Regions from separate parts of the Rattus norvegicus genome. Here region 1 is linked to region 2. A link is a contact called in public Hi-C data. All regions are on one chromosome and are shown on one strand. Each heading gives the region's core, a stretch centred on a gene start, on an enhancer-like site or on the middle of the called end of the contact. The rest is flanking DNA. Distances are from core to core; before and after follow the strand shown.

Region 1 (3,651 bases), core at 807-3,306, 38 kb before region 2:
GGAGGTTTGGGGGTCTTAATGAGTCTTCTGAGAGACTGGGTTGTACTGTCACTGACTTAAGAACTGATCAGCAACTCCCATTGCAAAATCTGACTTCTGCTGCCCCCAGCCTGTTGCATTCAGGCCATCTCATGGCCATCTGTATTTGAAGCTTGTGTTTTCTGCATGAAGCTACAGCCCTCTCCCTGTCCCCACCCTCTCTCATCCCTTTCTCTCTTCTCTCTGTGTCATTTTTATCATTCCTTTCTCTCTTTCTTGTTTCTCTGCATTCTTCACCCCATCTTCCTTTTGAATCATGATATTTTAAAGCAAATCTTTCTGGTTCCCTACAGTTTCACTACTAAGCACATTTTAAAAAACATATTATCTTATTTTCTGCATGCAAGTCAATGATTTAGCCATTAATCACATAAGGCTAAGGACACAGTCTTATTTTCTGCCCCCTGTGAAAGAACATGGAGTCCTGCCTGTCATGCGTCTTGGTAGCATAAAAGCTTTTCTGAGAATGCTCCGATGCAGGCAGTCCTGACAACATGACTGCACCTCCCACTTTTTACCCTTTCTATTTTTGTCTTCCGCGCCCTCGGCTCCAGCTCTCTGCTGTTCTCAAACCATTATTGTCTTCTGGAAGCAACCCTCACAGCTGTGGCCTTTGTTGACAAATTCTTTCATCTCCTCTGGGCCTTAAATTATTTTCTCTTGCTCTGAAGTGAAAAGCCACCGGATCTTTCCAGAGACTGTTTTAGGGTCACAATTTGGTTTCTCCAAACTCTGAATGATTCAGGCCTTTCCCATCCTTGATTGACATCTCCCCTCAGAGGCCAGTAACTCATTCTTGAGACTCTCTACTTGCTCTATTGTAACTCACAGTTGAGGATTTGCTTTGTCCCATGTGATTTTCATGATTTTGGATGGTTGGTTTTAAATTGAAAAACTTGACTGTGGTGCATCTTAAATTCTTTGAGGATTATTCTCTAATAAAATCTTGTGAGGGGAAGGGGTTAAAAAAACCTTGCTACAGATATATGAAGTTGATTTTCTGTCTTGTCATAATAATACATTTTTAGTTGCTATAGTGTCTCTCTTCTTGATCTTTCTGTTGGATCATTTTACCTGGGACCCAGATGCTCTGTGCTACTTTTGCTTCAAGCACGTGGGATAGGTCCCTTAGGGCTTTATGGCAACAGGTGTGAAATCCCAACTCTTTGAGAGGCTGAGGCAGGAGAATCACAAGTCTGAGGCAACAGAGCAAGTTCAAGGCCAGCCTGATCAACTTACTGAGACCCAGACTCAAAGTAGAGGTAAAAAGAAGGTTAGCGCTGCAGCTTATGAGAGAGCAGTTTGGCTATAGCCAAAGGTGGTCTAGATCCTCTGGTCTGACCTTCTTTTCCCAGCATCCTCTTCTGCTCCTCGCTCCTCCACAGCATTTACATAACCCAGTTTAACAACCTGCTACCTTCCTTCCTGTTTTGGCGCCCATCATTCCTTCTTTATTCCCTGTAGTAATAAGGGCACTTCCATTGCACTTGCCTGAGAGTCTTGAACTGAGCTTGGGTTTCCTGCCATCTGGGTCTGGCTGGTTTGCAACTTCTCTTTGATGTTGCAATGCTTTTTCATTGAACTGGAGTGTGGGACTTCTGTAGCTTACTGGCTTATTTTCTTTCTCCTAAGACATGCCCATTTTTTTCCTTGAGCTCATTTTGCTGTTTTGTGCTGTTAATTTTTAATTGCTTCAGACTTGGGTGTTGGGGGTGGGGCAAGGCTGAGATTTGGCTTGAGTTTGGCTCTATTTGTATCCTTCATATTTCCCAAAAGCCCCACATGCTCGCTCTCTCTCTCTCTCTCTCTCTCTCTCTCTCTCTCTCTCTCTCTCTCTCTGTGTGTGTGTGTGTGTGTGTGTGTGTATGTGTGTGTGTCCTTCCTCCCTCCTTCTCTCCATCCCTCCTTCCTTCCTTTCCTCCCACCCTCCCTCCTCCTCTCCTTCTATCCCGCCCTTCCACCCCTCCACCCTCCCTCCCTGACAAGCCATTCTTGCAAGGCCATTGCTGCTGTGTGCAAAGGATGTCTCGGTAGGAGATGCTCAGGAACCCAGCCCTGCACAGTCATGAGCCTGGCCATCTGGAAGTTGCCTCTTACTCAATGAAATGGAGTAAACATTGTCCATTATGAAATCCATCACGCAGGCTGCCAGGGACGAATGGGATCCCACCCAAAGCCAATCATTGCTCTGACAGGGAAGTTGGCTAGTGCTGCCTGAGACTACTCCAGCCTCCCCCGTCCCTGATGTCACAATTCAGAGGCTGCTGCCTGCCTGGGAGGTTGTAGAAAGAGCTGCAGGTTTTCTTTGTGTGTCCTACAGAGCTCCCTGAGCCAGGTCCCTGTTGGACGGCAGTTATGAAAAAATACCTCCTCCCCGTCCTGGTGCTCTGCCTGGGTTACTACTATTCTACAAATGAAGAGTTCAGACCAGGTGAGTACCACTGTGTTCCTCACTAGAGGAACAGGCTTAAAACACAAGGGTTTCTAAAGATCTAGCTGTGTTCTTGATCCCTACACCACTGAGAAAGAGGAACCCCGAATGTGAGTCTGTAAACCCTGGATCCTCCAGCCACAGGCTGCAGGCAGGAGGGGACTGGGAGGGGTGAACCATACAGCCAAGGAGGCTATGCTTTGCTTGGCCTGCAGCATGGAAAGCAATGTCAGATCTACAGAAGTGAAGGTAGTACCCAGACACATCGCTCAGTCAGATAGCTGTGATCTATGGAGACACTGATAGCCGAGAAGCCAAAATAAAAAACAGAAAGGGCTATGAAGTTGATGACTAAGTAGAGGCTCTGTGGACACATTTTTGTGATACTTTTTAAAATTCCCTTTAGTGTTAGCAAAATTAGATTATGCCAAAAGGGTTGAACTTGGGTAGTTTCGCCAAACTCTGACCTCTCTGGCCTTGTCTCTGTGATCTCTGCACATGGAGATGTTTTAGGAATGAAGGCAAGAAGGCTCGGCTCTGGACATCCAGGCCAAACCTGTGTTTGAGAGCCTGTTTATGAATAACCTTAAGTGTTGCTTCAGTGTTTTACGGCATGAGGCAAAATGATCTGGGCTCACAGCCTTTGAGTATGGAAAGTGAGACAAGGCTTTGGGGACACTCATTGCTTCTGTGCTTTCCCAGAAATGCTCCAGGGGAAGAAAGTGATTGTCACTGGGGCCAGCAAAGGGATCGGAAGAGAAATGGCATATCATCTGTCAAAAATGGGAGCCCATGTGGTATTGACTGCAAGGTCGGAGGAAGGGCTCCAGAAGGTGAGCATTCTGTAGCCACAGATAAGCCTGCCTTCTTGTGTCCAGCTTATAGTCTCACACTTATGTACAAAGGCTTCCCCCATACACACACACACACACACACACACACACACACACACACACACACTCAGTGTTGTTAGCCAGAGTTCTTTGATTATGTATGTTCACAATTGTACCTGTTCATACACATTGCCCATGGACAGATACATGTATCCAGAAACTGGGATTCCTTTACCTGCTCATGCGTTTATGTTGTCATGCCCCACAGACTCACAAATTTGAGAGCCCTAGGTCATAACAGCACTCACAAACTCAGATCTACCTGCACAGAAACATGCACCCACACCC
Region 2 (3,738 bases), core at 1,152-3,651:
AAGATCATCCTTGGATATACAGCAAGTTTGGATTGGGCTACATATGACCCTGTCTCATGTACACAGAATGACCTGCTTCCTCCAACGAGGAATTCCACCTACTCAAAATTCCAACACTTCCCAAAAAGGCATGAGCAGCTGAGGACAGGCTGTCAGCACGAGCCTTTGGGGCATTTCATACTGAACTCATAACAAGCTGAGACTTATTTCATAATAACCACAGGCACAGAGAGATACAGCCAGAGCAGGACGCAGCTCTCGGGATCCTAACATGTCCGACACACACCAGCTGTCAGCACATTCCCGGGGGCCATGCTGGGTCTCAGCCCATCGTAGGGAAACTGTGGCTCCCTCCTCTGAGTACAAAGTAGACATCAAAGACCTTGTGCATGGGGTAGAAAGGGCGCCTGAGGGGGTGACTCACAGTTTCCCACCTGCTTCTCACAAATGGCTACTCCTTAGGACCCTGAATTCTCACCTAACCACCAACCTTTCCCTAGAGCTTCTGGGCCACTGTTCTCCTCGGCTTGACTACTCTAGGCCACCATCTCAGACCCAACCCAGCACAGCTGCTACATTTTGAAGATGTTCCCCAAAGCCCATGTATTAAAACTGCCTCGAGTGTGGTGTGGTTGTGCTCCTTCCTGTAATTCCAGCATTTAGGAGAGGAAGGAAGGAGCACAGTGTGTAACCGTTGAGTAAGACCTGTAAGGACATGAGGACATCAGAAAGTCTGTGCCTTTGTAAATGAGCATTACCTTTAGCTCAGTCTGGGGTTCACAGCAGAACCCCACATTCCCATACGCCCCAACCCCAAGCCTTCCCTTTTATCAAGAGTCTCATGCATCATCAGCACATCCGTCGGAGGCCAAGTTCACACTTGGACTCACCCTTTTGTTGTATGTTCCATGGGTCTCAGTAAATGTGTAATGTGTATACCCCACTGCAGCACCCACCCCAAATCCCTGTGCACCACCCAGGCATGCCTTGCATATACACACAACCTGATCTTTTAACTTTGGAGACTTTTGTTTTTAAAAAAATGCCTTCTGAGCAAGTCACAGAAGTTGGCAGAGGATGATGAGTCTCAGGAAAGCAATGTATGTATAAACTATGATTAGTGCAAAGTATAACATATTCTTCAAAAAGTTGACTATCCCTACAGTGATGTAAGACCAGACTACAGAGTCTGGTTCTCTATGTCTGACAGAACAGGTTTTATTTTAAGTGTTGATCTACTTTAAATAAAAGTTTTGGTGGGCAACTATTACTTTACAGTGAGACGTGACCTAGGTTATTGGCATAAATATCTAGGTAAATCACAAGGTAAAGTTTACATAAAATTTATGGAAGTCTGACAGCCCTGAGGTAACAGTGGTAATCATCCCTGTTACCTTAAAAAAAAAAAAAAACAAACAAACTTTAGGTCATGGCTGGAAAGATGGCTCAGTGGTTAAGAGCACTGACTGCTCTTCCAGAGGTCCTGAGTTCAATTCCCAGCAACCACATGGTGGCTCCCAACCATCTGTATTGGGATCTGATGCCCTCTCCTAGTGTGTCTGAAGACAGCACCTCATATAAATAAAATAAATATCTTAAAGGAAAAAACCTTTAGGTCATGAAAACAACTGTTTCCTGTAGTTGCTGAAGCTTCATCAAGAATTTTCCTCCAGGCTATTCAAAGTCTTTTGTCATCTGGTTTCAGTTTCACTTGGAAACATCTACAATCAGATTCATTAAAAAAAAAAAAAGTCAATAAGTACTCCTCAAATACAGTTTCCTGGTACTCCTCAAATACAGTTTCCTGGTAAGACTAGATTTATTTTATTTTATTTTTTTTTTTTTGGTTCTTTTTTTAGGAGCTGGGGACCGAACCCAGGGCCTTGCGCTTCCTAGGTAAGCGCTCTACCACTGAGCTAAATCCCCAGCCCTAGATTTATTTTATAAACATATTGATTTTTCTTTGGTTATCTTTGATAAAAACTGGTATTGCTGTAGAAAAAATTTTGTTGTTTGGTTTGGTTTGGCTTGGTTTGGTTTGGTTTGGTTTGGTTCAAAGTTATTCCTCCACCACAGGAATCTTTTTATTGATTCTTTTGTGATTTTCACATCATGCACTTCACACACACACACACACACACACCATCATCATCACCATCATCATAGAAAACATCTCATCACAGAAGCTGTAGCATGTAACCATGTGTCCCACAGTATATTCCTCTGCCCACACATCTTCACTTGTAAATGTTTGTTGCAATGAGATATTGGTCCAGATAGAGATCACTGGCTTCCATCACACCATCAATAGTGGATCCTGGCCAGGTCTCCTCCCCGTTATCCTGTTGTTGCCCTGTGTTGTGGAGATGATAATGATTTTGGAGTGGCCCAACTTGGAACCCTGGATCTGGGTCAGCCTGGCCGGTTCTCCCTCAGACGCACCACCAGGACAAACTCTCCAGCCCTGTTCCTGCTAGGTCACCCTGCCTTCTTGTTCTTCTGACCTTGTATCCTCAGGGCCAGCTCCACTGTTTTGCCCAGTTAAGGTCCACTCACCTAAGTACTAAAGCCAGCAAGGCACTGGGACAGCTCTCCCACTCACCCTCAGGGTTGGCTTGCCTGTGCTTTTGCCATCAGGGCTAGCTCCACTGTGTTGCCCAGACGAAGTCCAGGGCCCGCTCTCCCAAGTGATGCCACTGGTGAGGGGCAGGGCCAGCTCTCCTGCTCTTATGACCCTGGAGTCAGCTCTTCTGGCTGCATCGGTTGCTGAGGGTTAAGGAGGTAGAGGAGTGATGGGGCCAGCTCTCCCTCACATCCTCAAGACCAGCTCACCCATTCCCTCATCATCAAGGTTAGCTCTATTATGCTGTTCAGGTGAGGCCTGCTCTCCCAAGTACTGTAGCCTGTAAGAGGTAAGGACAGTTCTCCTGCTCTCATGACCCCAGCAGGGCCAGCTATTCCAAGTGCCACAGGTGGTGACGGAAGAGGCATGGGAGGTCATCACCCCACATCCATGACACTTCATGGCAGAAAAGTGGTGGGACTAGCTTTCCCATGTTCATGCCCTCGGGGCTGGCTCACCTGTGCCCCCAACATCAGGGTCAGCTCTGCTCTCCTGGCCAGGCAAGGTGCATAGCCTGAGAAATGGATCCAACTCTCCAAAGCACAGTCGCCAGTGAGGAACAAGGACAGTCATGCACAGTTCCTGGATACCCACATGATTTCCCAGTGGCTGCCCCAATCAAGATTTACATGTTCTTTTTAGTGGTAACAACACAGACCCCTGACACCGGCTACGCTGGCTGAGTAACCACAGATGGAGGCTCTCAGAGGCAGCTCATGCTGGGACCTCATCATGGTCCCAGGTAGCAGGGCTGGCCGCTCATAGCAGGTTACTCCTGGCCACCCTCAAGTCTCTAGTTCCACCTCTCACTCTCTCCCATCTGACCATCAGATACTCACACTGTGGTGGCTTCTGCTGCAGGCTGGTCATGCAGCTGGTAGGCCCCTGAGTGGCATCCTCTGTCCCCACTGCATGGCACTGTAGCAAGCAGGTGTCTTCTGCCCACCTATCCCTTGCACTGGAGGGCAGGTGTGTGGGTGGCATGGTGGTCTGCAGGTCTCTGTCTGTCTGACTTCTTCCGCATACAGTGCTGTGTGGCGGTAGGTAGGGCTCTGTGTGTCTATGGACTGACAGAGATGTGGGGTGAAGGACAGGTCTGTGGATGTCTTTCCCTG

What was found. Hi-C and Micro-C count contacts between places; a contact is called where the count stands out from the background.
Region 1: a Hi-C map of liver shows a contact between it and region 2, with 5 times the contacts expected there. The contact joins the promoter of Hsd11b1 here to the enhancer-like site in region 2. A contact is called at or near these places in 4 of 12 Hi-C or Micro-C datasets (hepatocytes, kidney and liver).

What each region holds. Positions count from the first base shown.
Region 1 is chr13:107,301,906-107,305,556 of GRCr8, reverse strand. Hsd11b1 (hydroxysteroid 11-beta dehydrogenase 1) reads left to right here and starts at 2,056. Exons shown (of 6, transcript NM_017080.2): 1 at 2,056-2,470; 2 at 3,173-3,303. The coding sequence starts at 2,395.
Region 2 is chr13:107,263,729-107,267,466 of GRCr8, reverse strand. No RefSeq gene overlaps it. Among named protein-coding and RNA genes, the nearest start is that of Traf3ip3, 17 kb to the right of the region's middle. Within about 2 kb of position 2,401, at least 3 of the 93 cell types and tissues checked have an H3K27ac peak or open chromatin away from gene starts, as enhancers often do. A contact at or near this core is called in hepatocytes and liver, where this site is marked.